Linked DNA regions of Hordeum vulgare: region 1 is linked to region 2. Evidence: chromatin contacts called from public Hi-C data. All regions are on one chromosome and are shown on one strand. Each heading gives the region's core, a stretch centred on a gene start, on an enhancer-like site or on the middle of the called end of the contact. The rest is flanking DNA. Distances are from core to core; before and after follow the strand shown. Region 1 holds the start of LOC123441433. Region 2 holds the start of LOC123442789 (protein BREAST CANCER SUSCEPTIBILITY 2 homolog A-like).

Evidence for each region. Hi-C and Micro-C count contacts between places; a contact is called where the count stands out from the background.
Region 1: a contact with region 2 is called in a Hi-C map of seedling, with 1.9 times the contacts expected there. The contact joins the promoter of LOC123441433 here to the promoter of LOC123442789 in region 2. A contact is called at or near these places in 2 of 6 Hi-C or Micro-C datasets (leaf and seedling).

Annotation. Positions count from the first base shown.
Region 1 is chr3H:31,530,065-31,532,829 of MorexV3_pseudomolecules_assembly, reverse strand. It overlaps LOC123441433, which reads right to left and starts at 1,471. Exons shown (of 24, transcript XM_045117871.1): 1 at 1,235-1,471; 2 at 1,115-1,149; 3 at 865-1,002; 4 at 682-750; 5 at 177-334. The coding sequence starts at 1,376.
Region 2 is chr3H:31,285,789-31,288,638 of MorexV3_pseudomolecules_assembly, reverse strand. LOC123442789 (protein BREAST CANCER SUSCEPTIBILITY 2 homolog A-like) reads right to left here and starts at 1,501. Exons shown (of 16, transcript XM_045118923.1): 1 at 1,213-1,501; 2 at 1,042-1,098; 3 at 722-892; 4 at 555-620; 5 at 307-411. The coding sequence starts at 1,378.

The DNA of each region.
Region 1 (2,765 bases), core at 222-2,721, 240 kb before region 2:
TGTTAGTACTCGCTCAGTAAAGAAATATAAGAGCGTTTAGATTACTAAAGTGGTGATCTAAACGCCCTTATAGTGATCTAAACGCTCTTATATTTCTTTACAGAGGGAGTACTTTGTAAGAAACAAGCATGGATGAAACGATAAATCAATGTCATATTCACACAGTTTGTAATCACCTGAAAATAATTAGGCCGAGGTACCACTTGTGATAGACAATCAAGACCATGGCAGCATGGAGCAATGTCATAGCAACGCAATCGTTGAAAAGACGGAGCACAAAGATGGAGTGAACTCGCTTTGATAAGCAAAGCAAACCTAAAGCCCACCAAGGAAGCTGGTTGTCATGATCAAGAAACAGGGAGGCATCAGAAACAACTTTAGGTAAACAGCTCTATGAAGTGCTGCCCTTGGAAGCTTGGTCGCACAGATTTGTTACAGAAATTCTTACAGGTAAAAAAACAGTTGAACAGTTTGGGTGTCCATTGTAAAATTGTACTCCCTCCATTCGGAAATAAGTGACGCTGTTTTAGTTCAAATTTAAACCGATACAGCGTCATTTATTTCCGAACGGAGATAATTTACAGTTATCCTTGTTGAACTAAGCTTTAGACTGTTCTGAGTTCAGAACTGTGAAACTAACACGGAATTATGTGAAACACATCATCAATTTCACATTCATACCACTTCAGTCTTGACGTAGAGCAGCAGAACAAGGCTCAGGTTGACAAGGTACAAAACGCCGAACAGAATCTGCAGACACAACACAAAAGCGCATTGCCTAAGCACAGCTACCAGCATGACTGATACGGCAACACAAGCAAACAAGACGATGCTGACAAACAAATTTAGCACCGAAAAGGTGACCTGAGCAGCGAACACTTGGCCGGCGGTGAGGAACTTGATGGCGGAGTAGACGTAGAGGAAGCCGGCAGGGTAGACCAGCGGCCCGGTGTCGCCCTCGATCTTGGTGTAGTCCGTCTCCCCATCCCGAAAAGCATCCACCTTCCACGCGGAATCATCACCCGGAAGTCAGAACCTCTGGTTAGACCCGAATTCGAGATTCTCCGACCAAAAGAGGAGAAAAAAAACGAGCTTGGTGCTCGATCGCAGGTACCTGAGACATGTAGGCGTCCCAGTCGATCTTGGTATCTGCACACGGGAGCAACGACGCGGAGGTTAGCTGCGAGCAGGAGATGACTGGGAGGGAAATAGGGAGCGGGGGCAGGGCGCGGACAGGGGACGAAGGCGACGATGAGGGCGACGAGCGCGGCGTCGGCGAGCAGCAGGAAGGCGGCGAAGCGGAGCGGCCGCCTCCGGTCTGCTGGCTTCCCCGGCGTGCTCGCGGGGCGCTCCTTCGCCAGCCGCGCCCGCGCCATGCTTGCCGGCGGCGAGGCAAACGCGGCCGCAGATCCAGGAAGCGGCTCAGACGATTTTGGCCGGCCGGTGAGCAACTCGCCGGTTGGGTTGGTGGAGCTGTTGCGCGTTGTGGGCATTGGGCTTGTACGCTCTTACGGTTACGGGTTACGGTCTCCTCGGCCCATGGAGCGAGCCGAGGTGGGCTCGAACAGCAGCCGCCTGCAGAACTCGAACTGGCTCAGCCCAAAACCAGCTTCGTTAGTTTGTTTATTATTTTGTCCCAAAAAGATATTTATTTAAAGATATTTCTCAAAAAAAGAGAGTTATTTTCCCCTAAAAAATAAGTTACTTAGAATTATTGGAAATTAAAATATTCATGTATGTCAACAAAATATGTCCATATGTTTGGGAAAATAGTCTCATGATTTAAAAAGGTGATCGTGTTTGCACAAGAAATATTCGTGTGTTAGAAAAAGCTTGTGCATTTAAAGAAAATCATGTATTTTTAGGAGTTGATCACTGATAACTAGAGCAATAACATATGTTCATATACTTTAGGAAGAAATGTTCGCGCGTGTGTAAGACGTCTACAACGTATCTATATTTTTTTAATTGTTCCATTTTGCTATGTTATCATTCTTGAATGTTTTATAATCATTTTATTGAAATTATATTATTTTTTTAAAACTAACCTATTGACATAGTGCCTAGTGACACTTGCTGTTTTTTGCTTTTTTTCCTTCGCAAAAAATCCATATCAGATTAGGTCCAATTGCCACGAAACTTATAGAGATTTTTTTAGATCAGAAGAAAACTTGTGAATCAAGAATGAGCAACAGATGAGGCCTAGGGGGGCACTAGACATCAGGCCGCGCTACCCTAGCGTGGCCTCGTGTCTAGTGGGGCCCTCGGGAACCTTCTCCATCGCCTCTGAGCTCTATAAATATCTCAATATTCATCAAACCCTAGAGGAGTCGACGAAAAATCGTTTCAGTCGCCGCAAGTTCCGGAGACGCGAAATCTAATCTAGAGCTTTTTTCGGAGAGGAACACGATCACGGAGGGGTTCACCATCCTTATTGGTGCTCCTCCGATGATGCGTGAGTAGTTCATATCAGACCTACGGATCCGTAGGCAGTAGCTAGATGATTTTTTCTCTCGTTTTGTTTCTCAATACAATGGTTTCTTGGAGATCCATATGATGCAACTCTTTCTTTGTGGTGTGTTTGTTGGCATCCGATGAATTATGAGTTTATGATCAGATCTATGAAAACATATTCATGCTTGATTATTATAACCTCGTATTTCTTCTTTGATATTTGGTTTTTGTATGGCCAACTTGATCGTTTATCTTGTAATGGAAAGAGGTGCTTTGTGATGGGTTCGATCTTGCGGTGCTCAATCTGATTG
Region 2 (2,850 bases), core at 252-2,751:
CTGTATGTTACTTCTATGGAGTAGAAATGTTCAACAAGCTAAGCACATCTAAATACATCTTCAGTTGTAAGTATAATAAATAGTCCACCAGCTGCGGAAAATTTGGCTAGTTTGATAAATATTCTACTCCCTCCGATCCATATTAATTGTCGCTGATTTATTATTAATTATGATATAATTTCTAACAGTACAAAGGATCAACAGATCCTAAATTACTCCGAGCCATATAAATGTTGCCATGAACAAAGTGATAACAAAGCACTTTCAGCATTTACATAGAAAGTAAACATGTGTTAAACTTCCTACCTTCTAAAATAACTCTTGCCTTTTGGATTGAGTCTCTGCCTGGCAAGACTGCTTTTCCTGATCCAGTTTGGAACAATGGGGGCATGGCAGTGTTATGCACTCCACCTAAATTTCATAAGATGGAAAACTGATAGTGATGCATAACCTCGAGAAAATAAAGTTCGTACAGCTATCAAACCTAGGCACTTTCTGGCTATCATTGCAACATTCAATCTTGTCTCTGCAGAGAAAAAGGAAGCAAGTCTTACCTCTAAATGGGGCGTCCATTCCTCTCAATCCGCCCTCTACATCAGGTACATCCCCAAATGGTTGCTCTGAAACACAAAATCTGGTCAGCCCAGCAGAGAACATACAGAAACGGACAACGGAACAATTCGACCGAAGCAAACGAAAAGTTGGGCACATAAGCTCTTACTTCTCTTAATGCCAGCCTTCTCCACCTCCTCCCCGACCAAAGCCCTGGCCCTCCTTATAGCCCTCTCGCTGAGAGACACTGGTCTCCCCGACCCAGTGCAGAACAGCTCACCTTTTCCTGCATCCCCGGTTGCTCCGGCCATCCCATCACCTTCGAGCAGCTTGCTCCGCGCTGCAGATTCCATCAGCAGCAACAGGCCAGTCACCAGTTAAAAAAAAGCATTTGCGTCCAAACGCCGAGACGGGGTATACACACATGAGGGCACACCGTGCTCGCACTGACAGGACCAAGTATGACGAGGTGAAGGGAGGAGGCGGTACCCTGGACGAGGAGGTCGGCCATGGACTCTACGCGGCAGCCGTCAGCAGCGTCCTGGCCTAGGGTTTCGGATCGGAGAAACGACGACGCGGGAGGGGGGCCAGTCAAGTCAGTATCCAGCACAATTTCTAGGAAGGAACAGACGCCGAGATGAGAGGACGATGGGGCCGTACCTTTGGCCGGCGCGTCCTCGAATGAAGCGGCGGCTATCCCCGCGGCGCGCCCCGGCGCAGGAAGAGGCGGGGCCGCGGCGGGCGGCGGCGGCGCGTCGGGGTCGGGGGCGGGGATCCAGACTTGGCTGCCGTCGGGCCGGCCCCAGACCTGCCACCTTCTCGGCATCGCGGCGGGGGTCTCTCCCGGAATCTCGGCGGGAATCTCTCGCTCAATCGCCGGCGGCGCGACGGGTCCGAAAAGAGAGAGCGAGAGAGATTTGGGACGAAACTCTCTTGGAAAGGGTGATGGCCAAGCGGCGCGCAGCGTGCTCGCTCCCGCTTTTTTTTCGTCGCGCCCGAGGAAGATGGGCCGGCCCTACCGTACCGTGGGCTTGCGGGCACACAGGGATGTCCAGCCTGGTCGGGTCAGAGCCTAGCCCGGGGTGCTCCTACACGGCGCTGCACGAGCCCGTTCCCTCTCCCGGTGCCTGCAGCGTCGGATCCTGGTCCGGCCCAACAAAAAGGTGGACGCCCGATCCCATACACCAGTCGTTGAATTTCTAGAAAGTAAAAATTGTCATGGTAAATTGGTTGATCCATTGGTCAACCTTTGCCTTTTGAATTATTATTTAAAAATCATGAAAATAAAAAATGTTCGTGCATCTAAAAACAATATCTTGAATTTGAAAATTAGTCCACAAAAATATGAAAAGTTCATCAAATCTTTCGAAACAAAGTTCACCAATTCGAAAAAATGATCATTAATTTCGAAAAAAGTTCACAAAACAGAAACAAGTTTATCGAATTTGCAAAATAGTAATCAAATTTGATAAAGAATCATTGAACTTTTAAAAAAATAATCAAATTTGAAAAACAAGTCATAAAGTTTGAAAAACGTTCATAGGATTTGGAACAAAAGTTCACCTAATCTGAAAAGAAATAACATTTTTTTCAAAAGTTCACCAAATTCGAAAACCAAAATAAAAAATCATGTACTTTTTCAAAAAGTTCGTTCAACTGGAAAAAATCACAAATATTTAAAAAGTTCATCAATTTTGAAAAAGTTCATCCCTTTCAAAAACAAATCATAAAAATTCAAAAAAGTTCATCAAAATTTGAAAAAAGATCATCGATATTCAAAAAAGTTCATAAATTTTTTAAAAAGCTTCATTTATTTGGAAAAAAGATTGTTAATTTGAAAAAATTCATAAAAAAGGATACAAAAATAAGAAATAGAGAAAAATTGAAGAAAAATCAGTCCTGAAAAAACCTAAATGAAAAAACCCATCTAGGAAGCTTCCAAAAGCTTCACAAAATCGGAAAAACCTCCCTCCCGCTAGAACTTACATAGGTCGGCAAATGACCGAACACTGCAGGCGTCGGTTAAGAAAAATGCACTTTAACCGGCGCCTGCAACGCCAAATAGGATTTATCCCTAGCCCGCATGCTGCCGGAACCGCCTATTTTCGCAAGGTGTGTCTGTCGCGAAGCTCTCTCGCTAGTCCAAGACCTACAGCTTCAGAATATTAGCATAGCTTATGATTCAAAGCAATTGGTTGAAGACTGTAAGCACGGCAGTCATGGAAGAACAGGACCAATCATCACACAGATAAGGACTAGAACTTCTACCTTTTTGTGTAATTTTATTTTCGAAGGTCG